Linked DNA regions of Mus musculus: regions 2 and 3 are each linked to region 1. Evidence: chromatin contacts called from public HiChIP or PLAC-seq data. All regions are on one chromosome and are shown on one strand. Each heading gives the region's core, a stretch centred on a gene start, on an enhancer-like site or on the middle of the called end of the contact. The rest is flanking DNA. Distances are from core to core; before and after follow the strand shown.

Region 1 (3,421 bases), core at 246-2,745:
CCTCTTTCCTTATTAGAGATGGGGTTGCTTTATGGAGCCCAAGCTGACCTCACCCTTGCAGTCCCTGCCCCGGCCTCTCCAGTGATGAAATGACACATAAATGCCATGACATACACCTCCAGGAGACATTTTATGTGTTATCATATCTCTTCTTATGTTGGCTTCATTATATTCCCTTGCCAATTTCTATGGCCAGCCTTTGTTATTATAATAGGGATGGGGGAGAGTATGCTCACGGCTTCTGAGTGCTGGCATTGCCGAGGTCCATGACAAAATATTGATTACAGAGGTTTATCTGTGTTGTAAATATTTTATCAAGCACTTCACTAACCATTTGTGTACTTCTCAGTGCCTATGACCAAATTTAAAATAACTGATTAGTAAGAGTTATATTGTAGCGTAATGAATACAGAGGTCATTTTTTTTCCTTTAGCCCAGTTCCTAACTGACATACCCCAGCATTGCTTCCACCAAGACTCTGCCAAGGACACAGCTCAGAGCCCAGAGCCCAGGCAGGGACAAGGGTCACCTATGTGTGGGATGCCTCAGTGGGTGTGGGAATGGCTTTCCTGGATTTCCTGACTTTTGTGTATTGGTTGTCTCTTACACACAGACTTGCAATAACCCAGTCTCACGGACTGAATGAAACCATTGGCAACTTTCTGGCTTGCTGCTTTTTTCCCCCCAAGCCAGAGCTGAAGCTGGTAAAGAAGCCAGGAATTCCCAAGCTTTCCCAGGCAAGTGTCGAGAAACACTGGGACTCCTTCTTCTCCATCTCTGTCCATCTGCAGGCCAAGTGTGCACCAGTTACAGGCAGAGTCTGAATCGAGCTTTGTGCAAGTCTCTGGAAAGAGATCCAAGTTTTTGTGATGGGTGAAAGTGACAGGGAAGTGGCAGGGACATCTGCAGAGCTAGGTCTGTCCCTGTCTGCAGCAGAGCGTGTGTGGGTCTCCTTTATGTGAATGAGCCACCCAGGATAGAATGGGGCTTTTGACATCCACTGGAACCCAGCATGCCTTACAATGAGAGGCTTGTTGGTCCAAGGAGGACTGTGCAATGAACGGAGGTTCTGAGGTCAGTGCTGTCTATCCATACAGAGACCAGAGAGTAGCTCCTTATTGGAACCAGCTACACAGAGGTCACTGCCTTCAGAGAAAGCAACTTTGATTAGAAATGCTCACTAGAAAGCTGTCTGTTTTCATGTGTTTATTTTGTATGTTCTTGATGGAAGCATAACATGGAGGTTAGATGGCACCATTTATTAGTCCATAAACCTGAAAAGGTATCTCTCTTGACTCCAAGGTCAGTGATGACAATGTTTGTTTCCTTCCATGGGGCGTCAATGTCCTCTCAAGGATATGGAAGCACCCTGGGAAAACAGACTCCATTAAAGTCCTTAATAATCGAGTTGGGAAGGCAGGTGCTCTTGATTGGCACCACTTGGCAAGGGGAACCATGTGGGTCTTAGGGAGGACAGTGACTCTGTGAGCAAGGTTGAGCTGCAGATGGGAGGTGGAGCAGATAGTTAACAGTGTCCTCTAGCCCCCAGGATCAGGAAAAGGACAAACCAGGCTTGTTTGACTTTTTCTGGCAGGCTTGTGATTCCCAGCCAGAATGCAGGTGGCACAGTTGTGACTCCTGGCATGGCCTTCAGTACTTCAGTGATATCTCCACCAGTGCCAGGCACCAGCTGAGTGTCACCGTGCACTTCCCAGGCTTAAGTGATGCTAGCTGAGGCTTTGAGAGCAGCTTCTCATTTATTAGTTACGTTGGAAAGAAATTGCTCATATCTACCTGGCTACTGGATTTTAACAGCTGTGCTCTGTAAGAGATTTTGGAGGGAGCTTGTTTTCAAAGTGTCTTTAAGAAGGTGTCACCTTCAAAGGGAGTTTCCAGGAGGACAACCAGCACTCAGAAATCCAATCATGCAAGAAAAAAATTAGTTCATATTTTGATACACATGGCCTGTTTTCCATCCTCACTTTCATTGGCAATGGTCCTAATGGAAGCTTTCTGTCCAACACTGAGTATCTTGGAAGAAGTCCTGGGCCCTACACAGTTACCTCTGCTTGGCTGGATGCTAAAGAGTCGTAGTTGGCTGGGAGATCCCGAGCGTCCCTTCTAGTTAAAGATGTTATGACTGCAGAGCTAATCAGTCTCAACTTATGAAGTGAAATGATGAGAACTCCTGTGTATGGGGCAAGGTATTCCATGCCTTGTGCTGCAATCTGGGCGGCATTTTCCCAAATCCTAATCTTGTCACTACTGGTATATTATTCCTGTTTACAAATCAACAAGTTGGGGTTTAGAGAAATTTGAAACTTATCCCATGGCACAAATTTCAAATTTAGTAAGTGGCTCCCTGGAGATTGATTTTTTTAACTTTAAGCTTGACTTTGAAACCCACATTTGAACTGGAACAGAGTTACACACCTTGTGGTCACCCCACCCCACTCTCTCTTTTTTTTTTTTTTCAAATTAGTCTCTGATTTCTAGCCTTCCAGGTGGTGAATCCTATTCTTCTGTCAACAAAGCATTCAACTAACTACTGAGATATTTACCATGGATATCTGCTCTCTGACTACTAATAGACCAGGGGTAGTGGCATCTTGCCAACTAGATGTCCAGTCATAAGCAATACAAATGCCTTTGAAGAGATAATGCATGAATTGTCACCCTCTAGTTTGACTGTATGAATTAGTGTGGTTTGGCAAATGCCCAGAAGGAATAGAGCCCAGCTTCCCAGGTCCTGGTTTCCCTGAGGGTAGGAGGGTGGTCCTGTATTGTAGACCTATGAGGAAACCTTTTTTAATGCCTTGATAAAACCCTGTTCAGCAACTGTTGATTTGCTGACTCAATATCTTACTTTCTAGTGGGTCAAAGCCATGAAGTTAGAATACTTACATTTCTATATGAGAACACTTATGATGATGATGATGATAATCTGTTTTTACAATGTGATCTGACAAGCAAAGTTTAATGTAAACATGTGGTAGGTAAGTAATGTATTGTAAGGGCATATGTGTTTGCTGGCTTCCCTTGACTGGCTGAGGCCGCATGCTACTTTGCGAAATTCTAGCTATAAGTGCTTTGAGATCTCAGAAGTCACTTTCCTTTTCAGATGTGTCTTAGACATTTCATTTAAGTAAAGGAAAACACACTTGTTAGGAAGGACACCTTAGCAATGACCAAAGAAGTAAAGCTGTGTGGAGTATGCAAGAGCCACCTGACACTCGTGCTGAAAACTACAGTAAAATAAGTCATATATTCTGGTTTGTTTTAACTTCAGAATTAAAATGAACCCTAATGTTGAGAGAGTTGAAACTGACTTTATTATATTAGAGTGCTGAGACATATTATACCAGATATTTTAGGGAAGTATGGTTTTATTTAACCACTTGATGTCTGTAACAAAAATACT
Region 2 (3,421 bases), core at 361-2,860, 760 kb before region 1:
GGAAGCCCCACAGGAGCTCAGCCCGAAACAAGACCTTTTTTTATCATCACACAGTGGCCGAGCTATGCCCTTACATCAGCAGCTGACTTCCACCCTTACTGTGGAGGGAAGGCAAGGATCGAGTAGATGGTTTAGTTTGGATTGGTTTGGTTTAAATTATCAAATCAGATGTGGAGAGAAGTGAACAAAATCTCATTTACTCCTGATACTATGTACAAACAGAAAAACAAAGATAAAAATGTCAGTCCGTGTTCACACAACCTGGGGCTTCACAAGAGGTTTGCAAATGTGGGTAGTGGCTAGCTAACATATACCCATTACTACACGCTATGAGGGTGTGGGGAGGAAAAGAGAATGTGGTGTGTGTGTGTGTGTGTGTGTGTGTGTGTGTGTGTGTCAACATCTACTATATAAATAAATGCAGAAATAAAATAGTAAAAAAAAAAAGCCAGAAATATGTTTGATGCCTTTATTGATCGCACTGACCTTTCTTAAGTAATAAATATCCAAGCGAGGTCAAGGCTCTCTTGGTGTCAATGTCTCAGTGAGATCACTTTACTGAATCAAAGGGAGAGACCAAGGAGGAAAGGAGAGGAAAAGGAGGGGCTAATGGAGAATGGGGCTCACACTATGCAGGACCCAAAGGGGGCAGATGCTTTGGGTCCATTTTATGTCAGATGCATCTGTACCCACCTGGAACAGGTATTATTGTTAGTCCCATCTGGATGAGTTCAAATGAACTCAAACCGAGCACAAGTCTGGATTGTTTCCCTCAGTAACACAGAGGGCAGCACCTGGCTCAACAGATAATGATCTCATTCTGCCACTAGCCCCTTCATATGAATATTATAACAGAAATATTCTTGAGCTGTTTTGACTCAAAGGGGGAAAAAAAAAACAGGGTGAATATTTCGTAAATACAGGTTGGGCTGCTAGATGAGTTGCAAACATTTGCTTCGACTGTATCTATCCAGCAAAATGCATCGCTTCTCACAGGGTCATGTAACACGCAGCTGCCTGCCCAAATCGCCCAGCTATAGGCATGACTATTACACAAGAGGGCTTTCATTTACACAGGCCCAGGAGCGATCGGATAGAGGAAAGAATCAATACCGTCTGTAGAGAAATAAATCGCACTGGAAACGGGGAAGCAGGGGCTGTTTGTGTGGCAGCCAGGAATCCTCTACCAAAGACGCCATGATTTAATCTGCTGAAGAGCTTCCGGGGAAGGCTGGGGCCCACCCTTCCCTGCAGCTCTGCTTGGAGACCCTCTCAGGTTCCTGCAAAGCGCCCTTTTGACAGCCTGAGCTCAGAGTGGACTTCGCTGCCACCAAAGCCACTAGGTGAAAATCACAAAACAAAAACAAAAACAAAAACAAAAACAAAAACAAAAACAAAAACAAAACCCTGCTCGGCATCACTGCTGGTGCTTCTGAAAGCAGTATGAAAGAGATTCCTGCGACCAGCGAGCTTGCCCGCAGCCCTCACTTCACCACCTTCAGCTCCTTTCATTATTCTGTGAGCTGACTTGCCTTCTGCCTGGCCACACACAGCCTTGCTGGAGATGTGCCTGCTTCCTCGGTATTGCTATCCAGGACAATTGCATCCTTGGCCTGCGTCACAGGTCCCAGATCCCAGCCCCTCGGCCCTGAAGGCTCAGCCTTGGCCTGCCCTGCACCCCTGCCCCTGATGACGGCGCCCCCACGTGTGATTCTTGAGGATTTGGTGGTAAATGAGTTCACTGTCTCCTGCATTTTCACAAAATCCTTCTGAAGCTGGAAGAATGTGTCATCGACTGATAAAAATGCTAAATGACAACTCATTTTCATTTTGCAGAACAGAATTGTTTAATATTTCATTTCTATCACCTGCTCATTTTAGGGCAGCCCACACATGACAGGAAGGGCTCCCCGGAGAATTGCTTAAAAGGTTAAAGCTTCCGACAAGCAGCCATCCTGAGGCTCTGCTTCCCGGCGGTCGCGCGCCCAAGTCCGCCTTCGTTGATGTCTCAATGCTGCCCTCTGCTGGCGAGTGGAGCACCGGCATAGCCTGGAAATGAGACACTGAGAAGCCACAGGAGCCCAGCGGGGCTGTGAGAAGCGTGGAACACATGAAGTTTTCTACCTCCTCCAAGGGCATCCCGACCTCTTCTGAGGGTCTTTCAACTGCTCTTTCGCCAGCATGGATTCCTCTGCCAATTTTCAAGTTGTCTGCACACCAATAATGGCGAGAAGCCATGTGTCCAAAGGCTTTCCTCCCTGAAGGACTGATGGATGTTGAAGATGCCTGACAAGGTCAAATGAGGTCAAGTTGAAAAGAGCGACAGTGCATAGGGTGGACAGGTCGGATCTGAGGATAAAATACAAACGTATGCCACCAGCCACAAGCCCCATAAAATCCTCACAATGGGAACCCAATCCCTCTACTCAGCTAGCCCAACCCACATCACTCCAGCAGTCTTTCTTTTCCAGGTTTCAATTATCTGTCCTCACCCACGTTCTGAAAATGTTACGTGGAAAGTTCCATACATAAGTAAGTTGTACGTTTTGTATTGAATGCTATTCTAAGTGGGGCAATGACACTTCACAGTATCCAGTCCCTTCCTATCTGGAATGAGAATCGAACCTTTGTTCTCTGTATCCACACTATATAGGCTACCTTCCCGTTACTCACGTGACCCTCAGCTCGCTTATTGAGGTATCACAAAGTTTGTGCTCAGTAAACCAAATTTACTTGTACAACAACCCCTTCGAGCAAGACAGGCAATGCTAGGAATTTAGGCGTGCCAAAGACAAGTTGGAAAGTGCTTTTGATAAATGGGAAGGTGCTATAATAATAAGCTTAATAAGAAAAGAACAAAACGTCTAGTAACATTGTTAAGATCTACACTTTCAGAAAGACATTTAGAAAACAAGAGAAAATGACTATTAACGTTTGTTGTAATTTTCTGTCTTACTGCTCTCGTTAACCTTTTCCTGAACCTTGTTGTAGGTTAATTTATAGATTTAACTTACTAATTTATAAGTTAAATTTTGACCTAGGTGTGTATATGTAGAAATATATTAAATATACCTAAGGATATATGTATCAGTAGGATGAATAGTTTCAGGCTTCCTCTGAGGGTCTTAGAATGTGCCCTTCATGATTAAAGGGTATACTATCTTCTCTCTGCCTCCACTGGAGCTGGCCTGGGGGAAGGTCTCAGCAACCCTCCCTCTCCATTCCATGTCCAATCATAGCCACATCTGGTAGCTGCCAGGCATCCCAGCCTTCAGTCCTGGCTTTCTCAGGCCCATCCTCCACATTATGGCAAAGAGATCTGCGTTGAACAAGTGAACTAACAGGCTGTTCTTATTATGACATTGAAGAAAGCCTTATACGTTCAACTAAACCCGGCTATTCAGTGAGTGCTTTTAAGGAT
Region 3 (3,421 bases), core at 337-2,836, 560 kb before region 1:
TGAGTGGATGTGTGGCTGACCCCATCTAAAGGACAAAGGCAGCCATCTGGTAGTCATGGAGGGGCAGATAGTGTGGTGCCAGGATCCATACACTTGCTTATTGCTCCTGACTGAAGCCCGGACAGTCAACTTCACAATCTTGGAACTAGAAATGGCAGAGCCAGAACAGGAGGTAAGCTCTTCTGTTATCTTCCATGGCCTCCTCTATCCTCCCTGGGAAGAACATAATCAAAGAACTGAGCAATATCAGCATTCGAGAAACAGAGGCAGGAGGATTGCTGAGCTGCAGATGAGCCTGGTCTATTGATCGAGTTCCAGGACAGCCAGGACTACATAGTAAGACACTGTCTCAAGAAGAATTTAAAAAAGAAAAAAATAGAACCGAGGCTGTTTTGAGAACTCAGTTGTGGCTTACAGGAGCACACACTGGGTATCAGGACTGAGTATGGACCTTCTGGGCTCAAAGCCCACTTCTGTCTTTTATAAATGGCACCGTGTTCTGGAAGTTGTTTAACTTCTCTGTGCATCATATCTCCAGCCCCACAATGGAGGTGATAATGTTTCCATCCAATGAGAATCTATGAAGCACAAGGAATGGGCAGATGTGACACCTGTCCCCACTCAGAAGCCAGTAGACAGTCCCAAAAGGCTTTATTTGAGTGTTGCCTGGACTTTCTGGTTCACTCTATGCTAGGGTCCCCTCAAAACATCCCAGAGAATTCTTTTCCTCCATGTAGAGTTAGTTCTCCTCTCTGGAGCATCCCAGCCCCAGCATCACGATTAGGTTCATTTTAGCATGTCCCCCAGCCTCATGTGTGTGCAAGAGAGCTGACTAGGGCTGAGGCAGATGTCTTCTGCCACAGAAACGCAAACCTTCCAGTCTCATCTGACTTAGTCCTTCTCCCTTCCAGAATCCCCCAGCCCCTGCCAGCCCCTGGGAATACATTAACAACTATACAGATGCTCATTTTGTCCTTACCTCACACATGGTCCTCCAGATGGGACTGACATTCTACCCTACCCCATTTTCCATTTGTGTGCACTTAACCCACCTAAAAGGCCACCAGCGGTGCCCATGTGCAGAAGCTCCCAGCTCTCTTATCTGACTATCTCTCCGGCCGAAGCTTTCTGCGTCTCTCATCCCCTGCTGCCTTCTGTCTATTTCTCTGCTCCTCCCCTCTCCCCTTGGAGATTCTGTTTCCATTTCTGACTCTCTGCATCTGAGACTCTTTCCAAACACTTTCTCACAGAAACACATCTGTCTTTCTCTCTCTCTCTCTCTCTCTCTCTCTCTCTCTCTCTCTCTCTCTCTCTCTCTCTACACACACACACACACACACACACACACAATATGCTAATTGGGCTCCCAAGTGAGTTTGTTTCACCCCTACAGGCAGAAGTGAATCTAGTGGGGTTAGAAAGAACATACTTCACACCTGTCAATTAAGCTCAATCACTTGTTGTGTGAAACTAGACCCTGAAGCTCAGGGACAGGCTGACCTGGCTGGACTGGGGACTCAGCTGTCCCTCCAGAGTGGGCTCAGGGAACAAATGCCCCTTCTGTTCCCAGAAGATGAGAGCATGCATCTCGTGGAATGTCCGGGAGCAGCTGTGGACCTCCATAGGGTGGACAGTTCCCAGGCAGCACAGGGGACTCTATGTACTGCTGTTGGTCAGCTATTTTTACAGAACTCTAATGACACAGCAAAAGGACAAACATGGCATAAGAGGAAATAGGTGACATCCTGGCACTGATGTCACTTGAGTACATCAGGAAATGTCTTGGGACTGGACTGGCCATAATAGGAAAGAAATATTACCCTAAACAAAGGTGCCTCTATTATCGTATTACTTTCGATTTATAAAGGTCTGCCAACTGGAACGGAGCCCGGCAGGAGCAAGTGCTGTGTGTTGCTGTGAGGGAAGGCTGGAGATATTTTTAAGGGTGGACTGAGAGCCAAGGCTCCATCTATCATTTTCTTCACTTGCCAATTATTTGAGAGCTCATGGTGCTGAGAAACCCATGCTAGCCATGAAGATGCCCCCTCCTGTCTCACAGGGCTTCTAGCTCAGAAGAGAATAAGAGCATGCAATTGAGAAAGAACAACAGGGTACACGAGTGTCCCTGACATGAAGGTCCGAGAGCTGTGAGCAGAAACCAGGGAGCTAACCTAGGCAACGGAGAGAGCGGGTTCTCTAGAAGGAAGGCCAAGAAGAGCTGAGCTTTGTCCTAGTAAACAAAAGAAAACAAAAGATGGTTTCCAGAAAACAGGGCAAAGAACATAAAAGTTGAGGAGCAAAGGGTCTGATGGTTCCTAAGGCCTGGGAGACACAAGCTTCAAGTGCAATATAAAGATGCATTGTAATCAGACCTTCCTTTTTACAGTGTAGCTGTGGCCAGTGATAGAAGGGGGAAAAATAATGGGGCCATGCAGGTGGCAGCTGCAGCCTCGAAGTGAAGAGAAGAAAAGGATCAAGAGGTATTGAAGAGACAAAATAGCAGGCCTAGATGTTTGCTGATACATGAACTTGACCAGAGGAGGGAGTCCAGACTGGCTCTTGGCCTTGCTTTGAATACCACCTCCTCTGGCAGGGATCTGTGGAAGACAGACACAGTGGTTAGATGGTAAGGAATCCCACTACAGGTATGCTGAAGAAGCTTGTTGATATCTGCATTACCAGGTTGGTCCTTGATTTCCCTGCCTCTTGATGCTCACACCATGGACTAAACTTCTGGCATGGAGAGTGGGCAGACCTGTGGGGCACTGGGCTATGCACTGACAGCCTGGTTTCCAGTTGAGGCTAGATGTTGAACCCCAGGACCTGGTGGTGATAATTCACCTACATGGGACAGAAAGAATTCTCTCATGTCTCCTAGAACTCTGGCTCCTGTCGAAGTTACCGCCCCCACAGCCCCCACAGGAGATGCATGGCTTTTAGTCAAGTAGGCAATGTCCCAAGTTTCTGACCTTCAGGCTAGACCTCCCCACTTACCTAGCAACAGTAAAGATAACGGCACACCATGAGAAGGGCTGTTTGGCCCCTCCTCACTCTCTTACTCTCTTGCTCTTAATCCCCTTACTCTCCTCTCTCTTCTCCTCTCACTCTCTCCCTCTTACTCTCTCTTTCTCTCTAGCCTTTCTTCTCTCTCTCTCCCTTTTTCCCTTCTCTCCTCTTGGCCATGGCTGGTCTCTCCTCTCTCTCTCTCTCTCTCTCTCTTTCTCTCTCTCTCTCTCTCTCTCATTCTCTCTCTCTTGTTCTTGCTCTCTTTTCACCTTTTCTCTTCACCCCTGCCTTTCTACAATAAAGCTCTAAAACCATAGACTATCTCTGTTCATCAGGGCCCACTGTGCTTACTCTTGCCTGTGTGGGAACCTCTTTCCCTCAGCCCTCTCTCCCTAAGGCCCCAGTCGGGGGCTGT

The links. HiChIP or PLAC-seq counts read pairs in DNA pulled down with a chosen protein or histone mark.
Region 2: a contact with region 1 is called in an H3K27ac HiChIP or PLAC-seq map of oligodendrocyte precursor cells, with 7 times the contacts expected there. The contact joins two enhancer-like sites. A contact is called at or near these places in 5 of 39 promoter capture datasets (the 3T3-L1 cell line, the C10 cell line, hippocampal neurons and 2 more), 3 of 15 datasets of contacts at CTCF or cohesin (embryonic stem cells, large pre-B cells and pro-B cells), 25 of 484 Hi-C or Micro-C datasets (the AtT-20 cell line, MC3T3-E1-derived osteoblasts, Th2 cells and 15 more), 5 of 115 datasets of contacts at active chromatin or transcription factors (Th17 cells, embryonic forebrain, embryonic stem cells and 2 more) and 1 of 9 other capture datasets (embryonic stem cells).
Region 3: an H3K27ac HiChIP or PLAC-seq map of stem cell-derived neural progenitor cells shows a contact between it and region 1, with 4 times the contacts expected there. The contact joins two enhancer-like sites. A contact is called at or near these places in 3 of 115 datasets of contacts at active chromatin or transcription factors (T-cell acute lymphoblastic leukemia, astrocytes and stem cell-derived neural progenitor cells).

Annotation. Positions count from the first base shown.
Region 1 is chr4:8,372,420-8,375,840 of GRCm38.p6, reverse strand. It overlaps Gm42252 (a long non-coding RNA gene), which reads left to right. Exons shown (of 3, transcript XR_881096.1): 3 at 614-907. Among named protein-coding and RNA genes, the nearest start is that of Gm42252, 46 kb to the left of the region's middle. Within about 2 kb of position 1,495, at least 32 of the 459 cell types and tissues checked have an H3K27ac peak or open chromatin away from gene starts, as enhancers often do. A contact at or near this core is called in cerebellum, neural progenitor cells, oligodendrocyte precursor cells and 1 more, where this site is marked.
Region 2 is chr4:9,134,575-9,137,995 of GRCm38.p6, reverse strand. It overlaps Gm50597 (a long non-coding RNA gene), which reads right to left. Exons shown (of 2, transcript XR_001784233.1): 2 at 1,823-2,286. Gm34288 (a long non-coding RNA gene) reads left to right here. Exons shown (of 4, transcript XR_881105.2): 2 at 2,472-2,532. Among named protein-coding and RNA genes, the nearest start is that of Gm34288, 6.3 kb to the left of the region's middle. Within about 2 kb of position 1,610, at least 95 of the 459 cell types and tissues checked have an H3K27ac peak or open chromatin away from gene starts, as enhancers often do. A contact at or near this core is called in cerebellum, neural progenitor cells and oligodendrocyte precursor cells, where this site is marked.
Region 3 is chr4:8,937,471-8,940,891 of GRCm38.p6, reverse strand. No RefSeq gene overlaps it. Among named protein-coding and RNA genes, the nearest start is that of Gm46842, 28 kb to the right of the region's middle. Within about 2 kb of position 1,586, at least 75 of the 459 cell types and tissues checked have an H3K27ac peak or open chromatin away from gene starts, as enhancers often do. A contact at or near this core is called in stem cell-derived neural progenitor cells, where this site is marked.